Regions from separate parts of the Mus musculus genome. Here region 2 is linked to region 1. Evidence: chromatin contacts called from public Hi-C data. All regions are on one chromosome and are shown on one strand. The core of a region is the stretch at or near the end of the contact, and the rest is flanking DNA. Distances in the headings are between cores, read along the strand shown.

Evidence for each region. Hi-C and Micro-C count contacts between places; a contact is called where the count stands out from the background.
Region 2: a contact with region 1 is called in a Hi-C map of the N1E-115 cell line, with 3 times the contacts expected there. The contact joins two enhancer-like sites. A contact is called at or near these places in 1 of 15 datasets of contacts at CTCF or cohesin (pro-B cells), 3 of 484 Hi-C or Micro-C datasets (the N1E-115 cell line, cumulus cells and embryonic stem cells) and 1 of 115 datasets of contacts at active chromatin or transcription factors (large pre-B cells).

The regions. Positions count from the first base shown.
Region 1 is chr12:41,110,474-41,114,646 of GRCm38.p6, forward strand. It overlaps Immp2l (IMP2 inner mitochondrial membrane peptidase-like (S. cerevisiae)), which reads left to right. Exons shown (of 7, transcript NM_053122.4): 4 at 367-470. Among named protein-coding and RNA genes, the nearest start is that of Immp2l, 88 kb to the left of the region's middle. Within about 2 kb of position 1,643, at least 7 of the 459 cell types and tissues checked have an H3K27ac peak or open chromatin away from gene starts, as enhancers often do. A contact at or near this core is called in the N1E-115 cell line, where this site is marked.
Region 2 is chr12:41,628,702-41,632,667 of GRCm38.p6, forward strand. It overlaps Immp2l (IMP2 inner mitochondrial membrane peptidase-like (S. cerevisiae)), which reads left to right. Exons shown (of 7, transcript NM_053122.4): 5 at 63-128. Among named protein-coding and RNA genes, the nearest start is that of Gm40412, 23 kb to the left of the region's middle. Within about 2 kb of position 2,535, at least 2 of the 459 cell types and tissues checked have an H3K27ac peak or open chromatin away from gene starts, as enhancers often do. A contact at or near this core is called in the N1E-115 cell line, where this site is marked.

The DNA.
Region 1 (4,173 bases), core at 393-2,892:
CCATATGGAATGATGATTTGGAGTAGGTCCCATCAGAATATTATCCTGGGACAATCGAGTCGCTGTTTGCATGAGTTTTTATTCTTCATGTAGCTTTATGTACCTCTTTACTAGAATTTAGTGAAGACTTCATTTCAAGCATATATATTTTCCTTGCATTAGATATTGGTAACATTATTAATATTATTATTTTCCATTTTTTTGAGGAATCCTAGTTAGCCTGTCTGAAAACTCATTTGTTCTTGCTTTAAAATTGTACAGTAGTAGGATTTTTTTTATTGAATTGTTCTCAAGCTATGAAGTACACTGCATCATAAAGACTGAAAAATATTACAAGTGATAAATGTATCTCTTCTTATTTTGTAGCCTTCTTTGAATCCTGGAGGAAGCCAGTCCTCAGATGTGGTACTTTTGAACCACTGGAAAGTGAGAAATTTTGAAGTACAGCGTGGTGACATTGTGTCATTGGTGTAAGTAACTCAGTAACTTACTGTATTTGTTTTTGTGTTTTTCTGGACTTAGCTGATAATTTACTGCTGATACTATCTGTCCAGTTATGGTATTAATGAGCGTATCTTAAATATAATCAGTATTGAGATATAGCAACTGTTAGGCTTCATGTAGCACCGGTACCTGGCCAGCAAGGGCCAAGGGATGCTACAGAGATCACAGCACCCAACAGATCTTACCTAAGAGGCAGGGAGAGAGAGACAGAGAGCCATCTGATGGCAGAGACCTTTGGAAGAGTATGCTGGTTACATTTGGTGGCGGCTGGTAATGACATGCCTGCTGGGGCTGAGTCACCATGTGCAGACTTGAGGGAGCACCTGACTTCTAACAGCAATGCCAGAACAAATTTTTTATTTAATGTATATAAGTTGAATGACATAATTGATAAGTTTTGTTTAAAAGATAGTGATTAGAAATTATTATATTATTGATCCAAAGTAGATGCTTTTGATATGATTTTGTAATATTTGCGCCTTGGTATGCAATCTTCTGTGCTGTTTATGAATTTTGGAATTAAAACACTCTTAGGAGATGATAGTTATGATATAAAATGCAATGACAGTTGTGTATGTTGTGAATTTACCTGACAAAAAGGTTTGAAAAGCTAGTATTATGGGCTTTTGTTTGGCATCAAAAGATGGCGCTGTTTCTCTGTAAAATATGATGCTGGGTGTGGATAGAAGTTGCATCCCAAGTGTTGGTTGTAGAAAATGAATGTCAAGGTGTGCACAGCTGATACAGAGACATAGGCTACAGTCCTGCACATGCTTGAGTAGTGGTTTAGCTTAGAGATTTTTGTTTGTTTTTAAAAATAAATCTATACAGAGAAGACTGTGGTAGAACTTGCCAAATTTCTCTTGGCTGCAGTTGTTTGTAAAACTGTTCTAGTCTGATACCTTGTTACGGAAATCAGTGCACGGGGCAGCAACTGATACGATAGAGTTATTGTTGCTTATTTTTTTGTGACAATAAAACCTACTATTGAGAATCTTTCCAATTCCCAGTTATTCTTTATTTATGAGGGGGAATGAGATTTTTCTTGTTGGATGGTAATTTTAATACATATAAAAATCCAGTATCAACTTGCTCGTCCTTACCAGCTTGCCTCTGGTCATAGATATTGTGTAAGTGTGTCTTCTTCGAGACTGCTCTTACCAGGGTTCATTTGAAAACCTGTTACCTACATCCTGTTAATAGCTAATGAAATAAATACATTTGAGTGGAGTTCTGATGGCAGACAGCCAGGAATGGGAATTAAATGCTTCTTCGGTTTTGAGAATTTTCTTTAGTGTTGATCTAGTCTTTGGAGAGTCGTTCAGTTCAGTGCACTGTTTCTGCTACCTCCTGATAAGCCCCTCCACGTGGGATAAACTTATCATGTGCACACTGTTCTTACGCCTTCGGTTTGACAAGTTTACATCCTCACTTAGTTGTTGATGAAGAGGATACCCACCCAAGTGAAAGAAGTCACCTTACAAGTGGACAGCTCTGCGGTTTTCTCCCCCTAGGAAAACATGCTGACTAGATAGCAGGCAAATTTGAAGAGGGAATTCAAATTAAACTAACTGTGAGATGGCTTCTTGAAATTCAGGATTTTGAGTCCATAAACACATCCTGACATAAAATGATTTATTTCTAAAGGAAAACACAGCTCTTTTAGGTAAACGTTATATTGATTGATATTTATTATATGAGTTAATTTAAATGAACATTTATATTCAAATTGGGATTGTTAAATTATTGAAACTGCAAGTGAGGTGGATTTTGAATGAGTAAGTTATGTACTATATCTTCTCCATGTAGAGATGACATATACTTTATTTAGTATGCTTTGTCAATAAGCAGGCCTCATTTATGTAGAAGAATGCTTAATGTTCACATTGTATTATTGAACCATGAATAATTATTATGTGATACTGTTGGCTGTGTTTGAGAAAGAATCTGAGTTTGGCAGTCAATTCTTTAGCTTGAGGTTGTACTATAAAAGCTATTTTGTATTATAGTATTTTCTATCTAGTTTTATGAGTATAGTGCTTTCTAGACATTTGTCCTTATATTTTCATACAATTTATAGACTGCTTCTTTTAAAAAGACTGATGTCGGTGTGATAAACTTTCACCGATATATTTAATCCATGTCATGAAACATTGCTTCCTTACCAAAAGCACCACTATGTGATTTTTTTAACAAGGCGTTGTTTTCCACTGCTACATCAGAACATGTTCTCTTTTCGAAACACATAAAATGAATATGGAAATGAATATTTTCTTGTTCATTCTAAAAAGAATATAAAATATAATTTGTCATTTTCCTTACAAATTATTGTTAACAGGTCTCATCAATACACAAATAATCTCTGGAGGCAAGATAGTATGTTTTATTTTAAAAAATTCTGACACAGTCTTTCATATATTCAGAATGTGTGTAAGATAGCATTGTAAGTATATTACATTTATATTTATGGAGATTTGTTTTGTCTGTATGGATATGTGTATGCATGTTCATTTGTGTGTGCATGTGATTATGTGTATGTGTGTGCCCATGTATGTGGAGGCCAGAGAGGTCAATGTTGGATATCTACAATATATATATATATCTGTAGTCTGTCTGCCTATCTATCTATCTGTAATATACATCTATAGTATAACTTAAAAGATACAAAATATCTAAAAATACAGTACTGTGAATGTGGGTTTATATTTAAAACCAAAAAGATGAAGGTAGGCTGTAGGCTGTTGTTAGATGATAAAGGAAAGGACTGAAGTCCTCAAGGACACAGTACAGAAGCTGTTAACCATTAGAAGTTGAAAGTAGAAAAGAGTGTAAGTTCTATACAAAATGTGCCAATAGTAATATGTGTGTGTGCGTGTGCGTGTGCGTGTGTGTGTGTGTGTGTGTGAGAAGAAAGAACAAGGTAACCCCGTGATAACTGCTTCATTGAGAAGGGTCGACAGTATGACCTTGACTCCTCCTGAGCTTGCTTATACTTGGCCTTGTGCTGCTGTTAATAATGAGGAAAGTGTTAATGATTGGGGACAGAAATCACATGTGAATAAATGTACCTTATGAATCACAATGAAATATTCTCTTCGTTTACCGTGTCTAAGAGCAAATTCACATCACATGGTAGAACAGAGCAGCTTGTCCTGCATGAGGTTCGGTTGAGAGTGTGTTGACCAATGCTGTTTCCCGGGAGGCTGGTGTTTAAGAAGGGAGCAGATACGCCCTGGAGCGTGCCTCCTTACATCTTCTTTTAAATCTTTTCCTGTCTTTTTCCTTATGATTAGGTATCCTAGTGGAGCTATTGTTTAAGCATATGATTCAGTTATGTTAATTCAGAAGGAATATTTACTGAGTCACATGAAAGGCTAGGCACAGTATGCTGTCATTAAGCTCTTAGTGTTACTGAATATATGTAGGTGGCACTGTACTCTCTTAATGGATTTGCAGTCTAATAGTAGTGCTTAAGGTGGATTTTCTATACCTTGGAATTGACTTTTTATTAACCTGTGTGATGGCCTTACTGCAATAGGCTTACATAGGAATCACAGTTTCTCAGAAAGAATATGTCACCTAGCAAGTCCAACGGGATAGAGATGCTTTATAATAAATCTTGAATAATCACATTTGTTTTTAAATGTTTTATTCTGAAATAGCACTAGA
Region 2 (3,966 bases), core at 1,285-3,784, 520 kb after region 1:
CCTTCTTTTCTTCGAATAACAGAAACATAGCTGATTGTATAATATTTTCTTTTTTATCCTAGGTCTCCTAAAAACCCAGAACAGAAAATCATTAAGAGAGTGATCGCTCTTGAAGGAGATATTGTAAGGTAGGTGCCCAGACTACTGTTCTTAACTTAAAATCTGGATTTTAAACTTGCTTTTGAATGCTTATTTGAAATTAAAGTAAAATACGCCTGGCGATCTAGAACTTTGGGCACCCTTCCCTTAGGCTTTGCTTTATTTGCTTTGAGCATCAGTAACTGTTTCAGGATGGAAGGTTTACCTGAGGTCACTCAGCACACCATTCTTCTTAAGTTACAAAACCTATGATAATTATTAATTAAACCAAGATTAACCACATACTCTGACCATTAAATTACTGCTTTCAGGTATTAATGCTAGCACAATTATTTTAATATTGTGACATCAATATCTATTTTAGAAATTTTCAAGAACATTTTATTATTTCAGAATCCCCAACACAAACTCACAGGACTCCTTTATAACCGTAGAGATCAGGACAAGCTGGATAGCAACTGAAACACACATTTCCAGGTTCACAGTGAGTGTTGAAACTGCACACAGCACTGAAACAATCAAGAGTTTGAGCAACAGATAGTAAAGTCTTATTTATCGTGCTTGCTGATATAAACAATATTTGAGAATGGGCAAGAAAGCCATTAGTGCACGATGCATCTCATTCTGATTGCCTGCTTGAAGTAAGGTGTACCCAGGTGTACACAATATAGTAGTCAAATGCCTTGAAAATTGTATTCAAGATGTTTTCTGATTCTGTTTCCACCCAAAACTCCATCCTAAAAACACTTGTGTTAATGATTATATAAACAAAACAAACGAAATGGAAAGAGCCCCTGTCAGTTTTAGAGCAGAATTGAGATCAGCAGTGTAAAGATGTTGGCAGGATCACCCAAGACCCCCTTTGCAGTTCTGTGAGAGTAAAACTACTTTATTCATAACCAAAGGATGCCATTTGTCTTTTTGTTTTGTTTTATTTTACTGTTTTGCTATTGTTCATGCAGGATGGAACTTTCCAGAGGTGTGATATTGTGATAGACTGCATAAAAAAAGCAGTCACCGCACCCCAGCTATTCTCTCTACACCAGCCAAGAATTAGAAACATTTACAAAACCATTTAAAATGTTTCCTGACTCATTTACCACTGAAAAATACTGTGATTTTATTTAAAAACATGGCCAGAATAGGGAAATGCACAAAACCAAAAACAGGTTAGTGATTCCCACAGGCATGGAAGAGGGGAATAGGACTCTTAATGGGTGCAGGGCTATTTGCTTGTTTGTAAGAGGTATAGAGATATCCTAAAGGGTACCATGCTGACAGTTGTACAGTTAGATATGTAAAAATGGAGTTGCACATTTTAATGAGGTTGTTTATATACTATAAGAACTACATGTCAATAAAACTATTCTTACAAAACTAAAACACTCATCAAATTACACACATTATTCATGTAATAAAATAAAATTAAGACAGTTAATGAACCAGGATTCTTTTAAAATTACAATTGAAAAGGAACTTTGCTGTTTCTCATTGTGAATTACCAGCTGGCCAGTCAGCAATGTGACATTAGAGATGTCTGCACAAGATTAAACTCTACAGTGGATCTCTGGGCAGACATGACGCTTTACTCTCCTCACTCTGTAAGTGTACACTGGGTTCACACTGCAGAGGCAGACAGAGCTGAGGCAGGAGATTAACCAGGGTAGGAGTCACCTTCTTCCTGGATACTGTTGAAGCCCATGCAGAAGAAGTACTGCAAACAGACACCAGTTATCATCCCCGTTTGTAGACCTCAATCATGGAGCAGTGAGTGAAACAAAGGAGGAAGGACTCAGAGCTAAGATTTCCTTCCAATTTAAAGTCTTTTTCAAAAATCCTTTTGTTAATTAATTAGAAAAACAACCATTCTTTACTGCTTTATGTCTTTCAGTGGGGAAGAACCCATTTCTTACTTTTTCTTTCTTTTTTATTCTTTTCAAACCTTAGCACCTGGTTATCTCAGCTTCTCAGACATTAAACTAGTGAGAGAATACACACCTACAATGGTTTCTAACAGCCTTGATAGGTGTTAAAAGGCCAGACAATGAGATAAGAAAACACTTCCTGATGAGCTTCCTTGTTTCTGTTTGTGATCCCTTTCTGGTAATTACATATCTGAAAATGCTTATAGGAAGTTGCTCCTGTAAGTCACAGGGGTCATTAGCCTAGCAGTGCCCTTGTGACAAGCCAGGGCTCTGGTGTGTGACATGCCCTTTCAGTCCTGTTTTCCCTTGGATACTACTGAATTTCCTAGGAGGCAGACTAAAACCAAATGTGACTTTCCAGAATTTGCTTTCATGGGAAGAATTTGATATTTTCTAAAGAGTATAAACAAACAAACCCCTTTAGGTTTTAGTATACATACCATGATATATGGACTATTTTTAACTTAAAACTAGAGAATCGGAGGTCAGCCTGGAGGTACGAACTTTTCAGAGGTCAAGTTCACTGTTAAAGACTTAACCCAGTATTCTATCTAGGTAGTGTTCTATTAGCTAAGTTTCCTCCGCTTATAAATGTACAAAATGTATTCTTTAGAGTTCCTGCTGAGGAGATATCTCATAAAATAAGGGGAACAGTTCCCAAGAATCAGCTCCCTGAAGAATAGCAAGAGAGTAACACTATGACTTCTAGTTTCATTCTGTCCATTGTACCCTGTATCCATATTGCTCTGTCTATTGCCTCCATTTTTCTCAGTTGACCTTTGTCCCATTGCTTCCTGCTGCCTTCTTTTGATGTGCCTCATGTCTCAATGATGTGATGGAAGTCTCAGTATGCCCTCTAGGGGACAGAGCTATGGTGTATGGATTAGATGGACTGCTGGTCAACCAACTGATCAGCTGATTTGGGGTAGATGGCCTTTCTGGTGTAGCATCACAGGTAGAGAGGCCAAGTGACCTGGCAAGCACCCTGTAGTTAAAACAAAGCCACTGTAAGGGTTTTGTTGGGTGGAATGACAGATACTGAGATGGATCCCAGGACAGAGCATTGCAATTAGCAGTCACTTAGCTTAGCACTACCTTTTCAAGTCTCAGTTCAATGACATTGTAATCTGTTCTCTTTAGTAGTGGCTTTGACTCTACTCCCTAAGGAAGATTAACTTTTTAACGTTTTGTTTTTAATTACAGAAATAGCTTGGCTTTATTGAATTGTAGAGGCTATGAAGAACATCCTTGCTCACAAATACTACTTATCTTTGCAGACTAAATAGACTAAAATGGAAATATTAGTTATAAAAGTACAGAATTGTGGTTGTTTTTATTTTTAGCTCCCCTCCCAGAAAGCTTTATTTTTTTATTTTAAAAGATATTATAAATATAAATAAATCACATAGTGCCCTAGTTAGAGTTTCATTGCTATGAAGAGATACTATGACCAAGGCAACTCTTAGAAAAGAGAACATTTAATTGGGACTGGCTTACAGTTTAAAAATTGCAGTCCATTGTCTATCATGGGAGGAAACATGGCAGCATGCAGGCAGACTTGGTGCTGGAGTAGCCAAGGATTCTGCATCTTGATCCACAGGCAGAAGAAAGAGACCATCTTCTGTAGGCAGCCAGGCAGAGGCTCTCTTCTATACTGAGTGGAGCTGGAGACCCCAAAGGCTACCTACACAGCGATATACTTCCTCCAACAAAGCCGCACCTATTCCAACAAAGCCACACTTCCTTGTATGGCCATTTACCATGGACCAAGAATATTCAAACCACCAAACATCAAAATTAATTAGTCCCCAAAACTATACAGAAAGTTTTTATACATTTTTTCAATACTACTGAGAATTAACTTCTCAGAAGGCATTCACTTTTTATTCCATTTTTTATATAAATTCTTCTCCTATATATTACATCTTGACTGCAGTGTTTC